2 separate regions of the Sus scrofa genome follow, and region 2 is linked to region 1. The links are chromatin contacts, called in public HiChIP or PLAC-seq maps. All regions are on one chromosome and are shown on one strand. The core of a region is the stretch at or near the end of the contact, and the rest is flanking DNA. Distances in the headings are between cores, read along the strand shown. Region 1 has its middle 14 kb from the start of SLCO4A1. Region 2 holds the start of MRGBP (MRG/MORF4L-binding protein).

The links. HiChIP or PLAC-seq counts read pairs in DNA pulled down with a chosen protein or histone mark.
Region 2: an H3K27ac HiChIP or PLAC-seq map of alveolar macrophages shows a contact between it and region 1. The contact joins the promoter of MRGBP here to the enhancer-like site in region 1. A contact is called at or near these places in 6 of 47 Hi-C or Micro-C datasets (alveolar macrophages, heart right ventricle, liver and 3 more) and 2 of 2 datasets of contacts at active chromatin or transcription factors (alveolar macrophages and skeletal muscle).

Annotation. Positions count from the first base shown.
Region 1 is chr17:61,929,988-61,936,327 of Sscrofa11.1, reverse strand. No RefSeq gene overlaps it. Among named protein-coding and RNA genes, the nearest start is that of SLCO4A1, 14 kb to the left of the region's middle. Within about 2 kb of position 1,542, at least 22 of the 83 cell types and tissues checked have an H3K27ac peak or open chromatin away from gene starts, as enhancers often do. A contact at or near this core is called in alveolar macrophages, liver and omental adipose tissue, where this site is marked.
Region 2 is chr17:62,053,823-62,059,968 of Sscrofa11.1, reverse strand. MRGBP (MRG/MORF4L-binding protein) reads right to left here and starts at 1,568. Exons shown (of 5, transcript XM_021078245.1): 1 at 1,356-1,568; 2 at 794-915. The coding sequence starts at 1,503.

The DNA of each region.
Region 1 (6,340 bases), core at 293-2,792:
ACAAGGAAATGGATCCGGCAGCGGCAGAGCTATGGTCCCGGCCCCTTGGCAGCCGGGGGTGGGGGTGGAGGCAGCCCGAGGGCCTTTCCGGGTCCCGCTTTGCTTCCGCCTGGTCTGCACAGAGCGAAGTCATTACCCCGGGGGTGGGAAATAGGGGCCATTCACTGTGCGAGGTGACAGAGCGGACCTCCAAGGTGGCAGTCAAGGACGTCGGATGCCCTCTGGTCCCCAGATGGTGACCCTGCCCTGGGCCCTGGGCGGGGCTGCGGGGTCCAGTCCCCAAATCCCTTTCTGGGCTTCCGCTCTCCTTCACGGGAAGTGGGGAGATGGGGTGTCATGAAAAACCAGGCTCCCAAGTGGGGGGTTTGCATTTCACGTCTCTTCGCCCTTATGTCTGGGGAGGAAAGCAAAGCGGGGCCCTCCTGCGGGCCTGGGCCCTGCTGACCTCCGTGGGCTCCACGGACTCTGTTTCAGTGGCCGGCAGGGTCTTGGGGACGTGGGGACACAGTCCGAGTTGTCCCCCCTTGTTGGCTCCTTGCAAAGACTCGGAGTTTGGCCCCTCTGGACGTGCGAGGGCTTGGCGCTAAAAGCCTCGCGCTGTCCTTTAGGGCACCAGGTTCCAGCTTCGTCTGCTATTTCTGGTGAAGCTGGCAGAGGTGTGGTTTCGATGGGCATTTCCCCTTTCAATAGTGACATATTTAGATACTAATAAAGAACTTCCCTTAAAAATATCCAAATACAGAATTGCAGAATTTGCCTAGAAGACGGTCTTGTGTTGGTCCTTCTGGGGCCGAGCCAGGTTCAGAGGTGTATCGGCCAACAAAGGCCCTGTTGTGCTGCTGTGATGAGCAGACCCGAGGTCCAGGGGCTTCAGCTCCAGCGGCCCCTGAGGGTGCAGGGCAGGGACCCAGGTTGTGGGGGGAGGGGAGCAGGGGAGCCTCACACCTGCTGATCCCAAGGGCTCCCACCTGAATCTCACTTTCCAGGGGGGCCCTTTACTCCCAGCGCAGGGAGGGGACCCTCTGCCATGTGCCCTCTAGGTGGACATGGGCTTCTGGCTTCTGGATGGAACCTTCTCTTTGAACCTCTCTTTGCTTCTGTCCGGTTCAGGGTTCTTCTCGGGGGAGCCGGCAGAGCTGAGACACACGGCTGCTGTCAATCGGCAGAGTGAGTGGGAGGAGCCTCCATCCTCAGACCCTCCCCCAGACGCCCCCCACCCCCATATGCTGCCAGCAAACTGGAACAAGAGCCAGGCACCTCTGCAGCCTCTCCTACCCTGGGGCCCTGAGCCTCTGCCCACCTGAGACTCCTGCCCCGGTTATTCTGCAGCGGTCAAGGCTGCTCACGTGGGGCCAGAGACAACGAAGGTGGTCTGACCTGTGGGGGCGGCCAGCCCGCCCAGCCCCCACCTGACACGGGTCCAGATGCACCCGGAGAGGGTGGTGTGCTGCAGCGCTGTCCCCCACGGTCCCCAGGCCGCCTCCACCCCCCACCACAACCGCCTGCTTCCCTCATCCTGCTGAGTCACGGCCGGGCTTCCGCTCCGGGCGGTGGTGACTTCTGGTCAGAAGGGTTTCTAGTTAGGCTGTCAGTGACTGAATGTCCTTCCTGCCCCTTGAAAGGAAAGTTTTTGCTCTGGAAAATTACTGGGTCCGGAAGCAAGGATGTTTCTGCCCTGGGGGCGTTTGCGAGAGGCGTTTCTGGCTGCTCTCAGCCTGCAGGAGCAACACGGGCTCCGGGAGCCCCTGCCAGGACCACTTGCCCAACTCTGCGGCGGCAGGAAAGCTGTGCCTGAGACTGTCCTGGGGACACAAGCCAGGGTGTGTCCAAGGAGAAGCTCAGCCCCTTGTGACAGGTGCAGATGCTCAGTCGCGAGTTCAGATGCATGGACACCTTCCAGAAAGCGCGGCAAACCCCGGCCACTTCCTGAAACGGGTTCAGGGGCCCCGAGCCCCGCCCTGGGGAAACGCCTTTTCAGAGCACCTGGAAGTCGGGCAAATCCCCCAAGTGCGTGAAGCATCAATTAAATCATTAGAGGAGAAAACGTAATTGCCAGCAGCCTGCGTGAGGCGGGACCTTAGCTGCACAGGCGAGGCCGTTCAGGTCTATGGACGCCACCGATCCGACTATTGCCTTCTCTCCGACGGAGGAGGGGGCCCGCTGCCCCTGTAAGCTCCTTTGTGTCTGGATGGGGTGTTTGTCACACCTGTGCGCGTGTCACACCAGCACAGAGTCCCACTGTCCGTCTCCGGGAAGGTTCCCGAAGGCCCCAGGGCAGAAGCCCCTGGGCTCAGCTCAGCTCCGTCCAGAACCGCAGGAGACGTGACTGAGGGACCTGAGCAGGCTGACGGGGCTTCCCTCGCGAGGGGATTCCAGGCCACGTTCCCACAAACAGTCAGCCTGTGGACAAGGTGTGCAAGGATCTAAACATGCCTGTGGGGACGGCACCCCCCGCCCCCCCGTTTGGGCTCCTCCGAGGTCCAGGGCCCATGAGGTGGGCGGACAGGCTGCCCTCGGTCCCGGGGCTCACCCTGCTGGCTCCTGGTCACGGGCCTTCCGGCTGTCGGTGCTATGCTGGTGGTGGGAGGCATCTGTTTCCACCCCGCCTTGCTTGTCCCTTGGGACACTGATAAAGTTACCTTGTGGCTGTTAACCTAGGCGGGCTGCCCAGAGGAGGAGGCTGCCGACATGGCCTTTGAAACCCAGGGCCACGCGCAGCCCCGGAGCAATTTATCCATCTCTAAGTCAGACTAAACAATTTAAACTATCCTCGATGCAGTTACTGACAACTTTTAAATGTGTTTGAAATAACTTGGGTAAATGGGTGTCCTCTTTTGACTATAAACTTTAGGAAATTGATGGAGTTCCCTGAGGCACAGCAGGTTAAGGTCCGGATGTGGCCCTGGCTGGCACTGTGGTGCAGGTTCCATCCCTTCCTGGGGAATTTCCGTATGCTACAGGCGAGGCCAAGAATATTTTTCTTACGAAATTTAAGTGCAAGCAATAATTTCTGGTAAAGCTTTAGTTTCTTTCCTTTTTTTTAAGATTTAGATTCTGAATTTAGATGTGCTGTAAGCATAAATCACACACAGTTTTTAAAGACTCAGCAGAATTAATAAGTCTTTATGTTGGAAGTTCCCATGGTGGCTCAATGGTAACAAGCCCAACTAGTATCCATGGGGATGCGGGTTCGATCCCTGGCCTCACTCAGTGGGTTAAGGATCCGGCTTTCCCGTGAGCTCTGTGTGGTGTAGGTCACAGATGCGGCTCGGATCTGGTGTTGCTGTGACTGTGGTGGAGGCTGGCAGCTGCAGCTCCTATTTGACCCTTAGCCTGAGAACCTCCATATGCCGTGGGTGTGGCCCTAAAAAGAAAAAAAAAAAAATCCTTGTGTTGATTATAGGTTGAATTATGATTTTTTTGTCTATGTTGGATTAAAATAAAAGACAATATTAAGTTAATTTTCCGTTTCATGTAAAATTACACTTACGGCTCTAGTATATTTTTGTTGGACTGTGCTCGACCAGAGGCACAGAGGTTGAAAAAGCAAAAGTTTTCATGCACCACCTAGTGGCAACTTGAGAGGGCGGCTGGCGGCTGTGAGCATCTCTGCGGGTGTGTGTCTGCGTGTCTGAGTGTTTCTCGAGGCACCTGTGGCGCTGGGCACAGCGCCGGGCACACAGCCGTGTGAAGCCTGCGGTCTCTGCCTCGAGGGCACCAGTCTGGGCTGCAGTCTCTGGCACCGTGAGGGGAGTGGACACCCCGGTGACCCCTCTTTGCAGAGGGGGGCTCACCTCACCGGTTGGGGTCCAGGGAGAGGCTGATCTCCACCCAGAGCAGGAAATCCTGCCTTGGGCTTGCGGGAGGCTGGCCGGCCAGGGCCTAGAAGCTTCCTCTTCTGCGAGCTGCCCAGCTGGACCCAGCAGAGCTCAGGGGGCCTGTGGGACAGTCCTGGCCCCGAGCCTGGGGAGGCAGGTCCCTGGGGGGTGGGGCAGGAGGGCCAGTCAGGGTGAAGGGCGACTCCCCACAAGGACCTCACGTGGGGCGTGGGGCCTTTCCGGGCAGGGCACGGGCCCCTCCGGTCACGAACGGCTCCTGGCCATGGCCTCATCACCCTTAAATCACGACCACTCCTTGGGGCTCAGAGATCCCGGAATTACTCAGGGCCCGTCCCTGGACTCAGGAAGCGGAGGTCACAAGGGGTCACGGGGCGGGTGTGCGGGGTCCTGCCATCTGCAGGCAGAGTGGAAACTTTTGACAAGCCATAACTCTCTCTTTGGGGACCTCTCCAGGCTTGTGTGGGGCCGAAAGGCTGTCCAGGTGGGCTCTGTTGGAGGGTGAGGGCAGGGGCCGTTGGGGAGCCAGGCCGTCCGGCCGTGGCGGGGCCGCCTCCCAAACCCCTCCTTCGGGGACCCTGTGGGCATAACCGCAGCGTGGCGTATCGGGTCTCTTTTCCAGCCCGACTCTGAGCCCTTCCCGGCGGGGACGGTTCCGTGGTTTGTCCTCTGCAGTTTTTAGGTCTCTCATTCCAGGCCTCTGGCTCGCACGCCCAGGTCTTCAGCTTGCTGAGTGTCGCGCGTGAGCGTGGTCGGAACTCGCATTTTTCGACTTGCAAGCGGGAAGCATGTTCTGAGCGCAGCGTCTTCCTGAGATTTGAGTCTGCAGGGGACAGAGTCAGGCAAACCAAAGCTCCCCACTTCTAGCAGCCGGCCAGGATGGAGGCCACCCCCACCCCAGCACCCCGCACGTCCGGGGTTGGCGGCACCGTGGAAAATAACAGTAACGGCCACACGTGGGAGCCGCGGGCCAGCACTGAGCGGGGACTCTCATGGGGTCCCCTCCCAGCAAGCCCCCAGAACCCGGGCTGTGTTCTCCCCACTTTATAGGCAGGATAACCGTGTCTCCCAAAGGAAACCAGCGGCAGAGCCGGCTTTGAACCAGATCCGTGGTCCCCTCCAGCTCGGGGGCAGGCAGCCTCAGGACCTGCCGCCCTGGATCCGGGCCTGGGGCTGGACCACGCACACCCGACACCTGCTCGGCAGCTTCGCTGCTCACCTGGGGCTCCATCCTGCCTGCAGGTCCTACTAACTCCTGGCACAGCTCCGGGCTCTGCCCCTCGACCTGGCCCATCCCGCCCCAGGTGGGTCTGGCTTCCGTCTGTAACCCATGGAACCCCACTTAACCCTATTTCCTGGTTCTTCCTGGCGACATGGCCCGGGGGACACAGCCCAGGTGGAGCCACAGCAGGAAGGCCCCTTCAATGTGTTTTAAAACAGCTTGTCAAGTACTCGGGGCTCTAGAAGTTCCCTTCATTTTTACGCATAAACATTTACTGCAGCGCAAGGTCCGTGGCGAAAGGAGGGCGGGCTTTGAGTGTCCTCTTTCACGGAGTGAATCACCGGGGACCCGTCCCACAGCCAAGACACATGGCCTCCCAGGCCCTGGGCCCCCCCGCAGGAGACCCCCAGCCTGACTGCCAGATCTCCACCCCCCCGCCCCGGTTTGCTGGTATTCTTGTTTAACTTCTATTAATATTATTTTTTATTATGGTAAAAAAAACATACCACTTACCCTGTTAGTCACGTTACGTGCCAGTTCTGTGGCATTCAGTACCTTCACCGTCACCGGAAATTTCCATTTTCACAAGCGAACGCTCTCCCTGTTATGCCCCAACCCTGCACCCCTCGCCCAGCCCTTGGATCCGACTCCTCTGAGGCCTCCTCTAAGCGCAGTTCCCGCACTCAGGATTTGTCCTTCTGCGTCTGGCTGATTTCACCAAGCATCGTGTCCTCCAGGTTCATCCGGCTGCGGCCTGTGTCAGAGTCTCCTTCCTTTTCCAGGCTGAGTAATATTCCACGATCTGGATCACGTTCTGCTCGTCCATTCGCCCATCCCTGGACGTCTGCGTGGCTTCTGCCCTCTGGCCGTCGTGAGAAACCCTGCTGCGACCATGCATGTGCCAACGTCTCGTCACGGCTCTGCTTTCATTCTTTGGGGTCAATACCCTGGAGTGGAGCTGCTGGGTCAGCTGGCAAATCTATGCCTGACTTTTTGAGGCACTGCCATCCTGTTCTCCAGCCTGGCGAGTCTTTATTCTTTAGCGGAATCGTTCAGTCCTCATGGTGTGTCTGGCTTCTTTCACGCAACCCTGTGTTTGTGGATTCGTCCTGGTTGTCGCAACAGTGGCGGTGTTTCTTGGCATGGCCGTTCCGTGGGAGATCTGCAAACACACAGCGACGCATCTGTTCATGGAGTTCCCTGGAGGCCTAGTGCTTGAGGATCCAGCACTGTCCCTGCTGTGGCGCCTCTGCATGTGGGAGGCGGGGGCACAGCCAAGACA
Region 2 (6,146 bases), core at 319-2,818, 120 kb before region 1:
CACCTTTCTCTCCTCCCTACACCAGGACGAGATGTGAGTGCCACGCCCAAGGCCAAAGGGAGGGAATGGCAGTGAGGTTTCTGGACCCAGACGGCTGGGGGTCTGCTGCCCCCTTTGCCCACACGCACCAATTCTCGCCTGGGGGCGTGAGGGGAGATGGAGCCTTCCCTAACCCAGCACAGGCTCCCACCTCACCGGGCACCTGCCACCCGGCTCCCACCCACTCTCCAGACACCCTGGCCTCCTCTGCGTCCTCTGATGCACCAACGCCTGCTGCCACAGAGCCTTGACACCTGCCGCTCCTCTGCTGGGAACGCCACTGGTCTCTTTGGCCACCCTGTTCCCCTAGTTCATCTGCCCCGCTAACGACATGGCTCAGGGGGGGTTCCGTGAGGCCCGGGTCCCTGCCTGCCTGGTTCTACCAGCAGTCACCAGTGTCACCTTAACCTGACTCAGACCCTGCCACCTCCCTGCCTACAGCACTCTGGGACTTTCTGTAAGACTGACAATGGCCTCAGAGCCCCTCCCACAGGCCTCAGCTCCTCAGTCGTCTCCTGGCCAGGTCCTAACTGACCCCTCAATTGCAAGTAGGTGCCATGTGATAACCAGCTACCGTCACTAGGTTTGTGTTTTCTGTAAAACTGCTCGGAGCTACCTTGTTGAACAACTGGTCCCCTGCGGGGCAGCCCAGACGTCAAGTTCCCTGAGGACAGGGCCTGGTGTAGACGCAGGGAGGCGCACGGAGGGGGCTCTCGGCCACCACCTGTCTGGGGGAGGGTGGGGGCCAGCTCACCAGTGCCTGCATGTCGTACATGGTGCTCAGGTGGTCCCAGATGACCTTGGAGGGCACTTGCCGGCCGATGTTCTGGCTGAACTTGTCCCGGATACAGATCATGTGGAAGTGCCGGTTCACACCTGCAGGGGGAAAGGGTCAGCCCGTGGGGGCAGACAGGTAGTTTGGAGAACAGACGTGGGGGTCAAGGGGAAGAGAGGGGAGAAGGCGCAGGGGGAGACGGGGGCAGTGCTTGGAGGGCGCGGGGGTAGAATGGGGTTGGTGGCAGGTACAAGGGGGGAGAGGAAGAGGTAGGGGTCAGTGGGGGAGGAGCAAAGGGGGCAGGGGTGCAGGTGAAGGCAGGGGTCGGCCGGCGTGGGGGGGTGGGGGCGGGAGGGGGCAAAGTCGAGCGGGGGAGGGGACTGCAAGGAGCAGGCCGGGGAGGGGCGAGCAGGTGGGGGCAGGGTGTGCAGGGGTGCAGGCGCAGGAGGCCCCGCCCCGCCCGCCCCGCGCGCGCCCCCGGCCGTTGCCGGCCGCCCCGCCCCCACGCGGGTGCGCGGCCTCGGCGCGGCGCTCCGCTCACCGACGGGCTTGTGGCCCAGCATGGCGTGGAAGAGGCACACCTCCACCTCGGGGCTCCACACGACCGTCTCCTCGGCCGGGCTGGTGGCTGCCTCCCCGGGCCCCTTGTCGCCCGCCGCGCCACCGCCGCCCACCTCGGCCTCCCCCATGGCCCGGCCGCCCAGCGACGAGCCCCCGGCGGGAGCGGGCGCGGCCACGGGCTCCGCGCAGGCGCACTCGCGGGGCGGGCGCGCGCTCGGCGGGCTCGCTCTGGGGTTCGCGCGCGGAGTCGGCGCAGGCGCAGCTGAGGGCGGGGTCGCGGCGCCCCCTGGCGGCCAGGTCTCTCAGCGCAGCGCCGTCGGAGCCTGAGGAGGATGAGAGGGACTGAGGATGTAAACGCCCTAAATTAAGTTGTGGCGATGGCTGCACAGCTCTGGGTAAACCCCGCAGAACTGTGCGCTTTAAATGGAGGAATTGCAAGTTACACCTCAGTAAAGCTGCTAGGAAGAAAAAGAACAGGCAACTGACAATGCCCGCGAGTGTGGCTCCAAGGGCTTCAAAAGCCCCTGGCTGACCTCTGGCCTGAGTGTGGAACAGAGCGGCCCCCGCGCGCCGGGGCAGAGGCGTCTGGGCCCCGCGCCTTGACCGCGGGCCTCAGCCTAAAGGGCAGGAGGGCCCAGGCCGGAGGGGGCGGGGTTAACCCCCACGGAGGGGCGGGGCCTGGGCGGAGTCTGGCCTGGCAGTCCTGTGACGAACTCAAAGAAGCACCCAATGGAGGCCGCCGGCTCCGCCCCGGCCCGGCCCGGCCCCGCCCTCGCGGCTCCCCCCGCCCCTCTCCGCTAGGCCACGCCCACCGCGGTGCCAGGGCTCTTGCCCAACGCGCGAGCGCTCTTCACCTCCCGGGTGTAGACTCCCGCGTCGGGCTTCCGGGTCCTCTTCCGGCTCCGCGACCTGCTAGTTCTGTGAGCGCTGCAAGGTGCTGGACCTCTTCAGGCCTAAGCTTCCTCCTCCGTGCAGTGGGGTTACTGATGGGGCTTGGTTTCTGGGTGCCCCAGCACAGGCTCGGGCGTCTTAGCAGACATTTGGAGCCACAGCGGTGAGCGCTGCCCCTTGGCCGTGTGGGCTCTGGCCAGCCAGTCACCTCCCGGTGGACTCAGAGCCTGAGTCCCGGCTTCCCATGCTGGTGCCCACAAGGTGGGAAGACGCGGTCAGCAGAGCCGGCCGTCCTGTGAGCCATGTTATGGCTGGACGTTGTGATTCCATTATTATTATTATTTGCTTTTTTTTAGGGCTGCACCTGCGGCGTATGGAAGTTCCCAGGCTAGGGGTCGAATCAGAGCTGTAGCTGCCAGCCTACACCACAGCGGGTGTGAGCTGCATCTGCAACCTAGATACCACAGCTCATGGCAACGCCGGATCCTTAACCCACTGAGTGAGGCCAGGGATCAAACCCGCATCCTCATGGATCCTAGTTGGGTTCATTAACCGCTGAGCCACAAAGGGAACTCCCTAAGTTGGGATTCTTGCCAGGTGTGTCTCCTCCCCTCCCTCTGACCTGCCAGCTGGGCTCACCTCAGGGTTGCTGCCTGTGGGGAGGAAGCCCCAAGCCACTTACACACACGAGGTGTAACAGATGGAGGCCTTTCCCTTTAATCTCCTTACAGTTCCCGGTGTGTGTGTGTGTGTGGGGGGGGAAATAATCAATAAGCAATAATTAGAGTAGAAAAAAGTTTTATTTGAGCCAAACGGAGGACTACAGCCCAGAAGACAGCTTTCCAGATTCCTCTGAGGGACTGTCCCAGAGACCATGGGTTTCAGCACAGTTTTGCATCTTGTCAGAACAAAGAACATGAACTAACTCTGGGATAAATTTCTACAAGTCCCCAAAGTAAACAAACAAACACCAAACAGACCGTGACGTACCCCAGGGCCTTGGCGCCTGGGAAGGGGCTTATCATCGAAGGAGGAGGGCATTGGTATCCCCGGAAGGGGCGCTTAATTTGTGTCTTTAGCATGGACATTCTTTTTTTGCTTTTTAGGGCTGCACTGTGGCTTATGGAGGTTCCCAGCCTAGGGGTAGAGTTGGAGCTGCAGCTGCCAGCCTACACCACAGCCACAGCCACGTCTGTGACCTACACCACAGCTCACGGCAACGCTGGATCCTTCCCCCACAGAGCAAGGCCAGGGACCGAAACCGAATGCTCATGGGTACTAGTCGGGCTCAGTACCACTGAGCCACAGTAGGAACTCCTTTTTTTTTATTTTTTGGCTGCCCTGTGGCGTATGGAGCTCCAGGGCCAGCGATCCGATCTGAGCTGCAGCCTCGAACTAAGCTGCAGCAAAGCCAGATCTACTGCTCTGGGCTAGGGATCGAACCCACGTCCCAGTGCTCACAAGCTGCTGCTGATCCCGTTGCACCACGGCGGGAGCTCCGGCACGGACATTTTGTTCTTCTGGTCAATGTGCCCTTTTACTTAATAATTAAAGCAGATGCATAATGTATGTTTGATAGGCCACAACAGGCTGCTCTCGTTAGCACGAAATTCAAGTTAACTCTCATTAAGCTCGGATAAGCTCCCCAGACCTCAGCGGGTGACATTTCTTTTATCCCTGGTCACCCTGTGGTCCCTGCTCCTCCACCGGTTTTGCCCTGCTCATCTCCTGCCCCATCCCTGCCTTCTTCAATCCGGAGAGCCTCCTCCCCCGGGCAGCCCCCCACCCCGGCCAGTGGACCGCTCTGGCCCCTGTTAGTGTCTCTCTCACAGTCTCTCCCTCCTGCCTGGGGTGCCTGTGCCCACTTAGCCCCCGCTGCTCTGGAGGCTCTGGAGGCCAGGCTGCCTCCGTCCTTTCTGGGGGCAGCTGTCCCTGCAGCGTGTTCAGTCCACAGACACCTGGCTCCTTCGGTGGCCGGCAGATCCCGGCATGTGTGGCGGGTGTTCAGACTCGGTGCAGCAAGACAGGAAAGAGAAAAATGGGCTTCTCCACGTCTTTCTTACCTGGAGGCTCCCAGGAACTGCCCGTTGGTCTGCTGCATCAGGCACGCGTGGCCCCCCCGCCACCTGGGGGTTCCCTGCCTGCCTCCGAGCCTGGCGTCAGGACGGAGCTAAACGCCGTGCTCAGCCTCATCCTGGCACTTTGGCTCATTTCCCGCATCACACAGATGTGTGCGCAGCTGGAGCCAGGCTTGGACAGGATGGAGGACTCGGAGCCAAAGAGGAGGCGGTCCAGACTGCGCCTGCGCCCTCAGCCTCTGGGTTTTGGACAGTCGGATGACGGGGGGCAGAGCGATACCCGACCCCTGACTGCGTGTGGGTGACAGGCCGTCAGGGAGATGTTTGGGATGCGTGGCCTCCAAATAAGATGGAAAGAAAAGAAGTGTGAAAAACTGAAATGCAGTGGCATAGAGAGATGCATGTGTATCTGTCCGGGACGGTCCTGAGAGTTTAGCCCTTGAGTGGAGAGCTGTGGGGAGCAACTCCCCTCTTAGGGGCAGGTCCTTCCCACCCGGTCCGCGGGGTGGGGGCCGGGTGCCGGGTGCTGGCCAGGGTTGGAGCCTGGCTGGGAAGGAGGGGTCATGTGGGCATTGTTAGCTGTTGATTTCCGAGTGCCTCCTGCGTGCTTGGCATGGGGGTGTGGGGAGGGGCTGAGCACGGTGCCCTCTCTGCTGGGAGCCCAGAGTCTGGGGATCACACAGAAGATGTGAGATGTTATCCCGAAGGAGCTGACGGGAAGGGCAGGAAGGGAGCTCCCCTGGGGACGAGGACAGCCCCAGGTGGCAGGACTTCAGAGAGGGCGCAGGTGCCACGGGGGCTGCAGGTATGACATACAGGTGCATGAAATGCTCCCGATCTCAGTGCACAGGGTCCCTGGGGCCCAGCATGGCTCAGACACCACCCCCCCCGACCCAGACACCACCCCCAGACCCATTCTGGGGCTCGAAGGCCGGGACACACAGTGCAGAGTGGCTAAGACCAAGGGTTGCCCCTTGATGTTCTGGGCACCTGGACCTCCTGGGCCCTGGGGGGGGGATGGGCAGCTCCTCCCCCAGGAAACGAGACACTGGATCACAATACCAACGGCATTTTTCACAGAACTAGAAGAAATACTTTTAAAATTTGTGTGGAAACAGGAAGACCCCAAAGAACCAAAATAATCTTGAGAAAGAAGGGCAGATCTGGAGGAGATCCGTCTCCTGGTCTTCAGACTGTCCTACAAAGCTACAGTCAGCAAAACAGTATGGCACGAGTACAGAACCAGACACAGGGATCAATGGAACAGAATGGAAAGCCCAGAAATAACCGCCCACCCCACGGTCGGTTAATCTACAACAAAGGAGGCGAGACAATCCAAGGGAGGGAACCTCTGCAGCAAATGGTGCTGGGAAACGTGGCAGCTCCACGCGGAAGCATGGAGTCGGAACACTCTCTCTAACACCACGTACGAAAATAAACTCAAACAAGGTTAAAGACCTCAATGTGAGGCCAGAAACCATGAAACTCCTGGAGGAAAACAGGGGCAAAACACTTTTTTTGACGTAAATCATAGCAATACGTTTTTTTGAGCTCCGTCTCCTAAAGCAAAGAACATAAAAGCAAAAATGAACAAATGGGACCTAATTAAACGGAAAGGCTTTTTCACAGCAAAGGAAATAATTGACAAAATGAAAAGACAACCTACTGAAAGGCCGAAAATATTTGCAAATGATACGACTGCTAAGGAGTTAACATCTATCACATAAAAACAGTTCTTACAACCCGACATGAAAAAAAAAAAAAAAAGAACCCACAAACGACCTAATTAAAACATGAGCAGA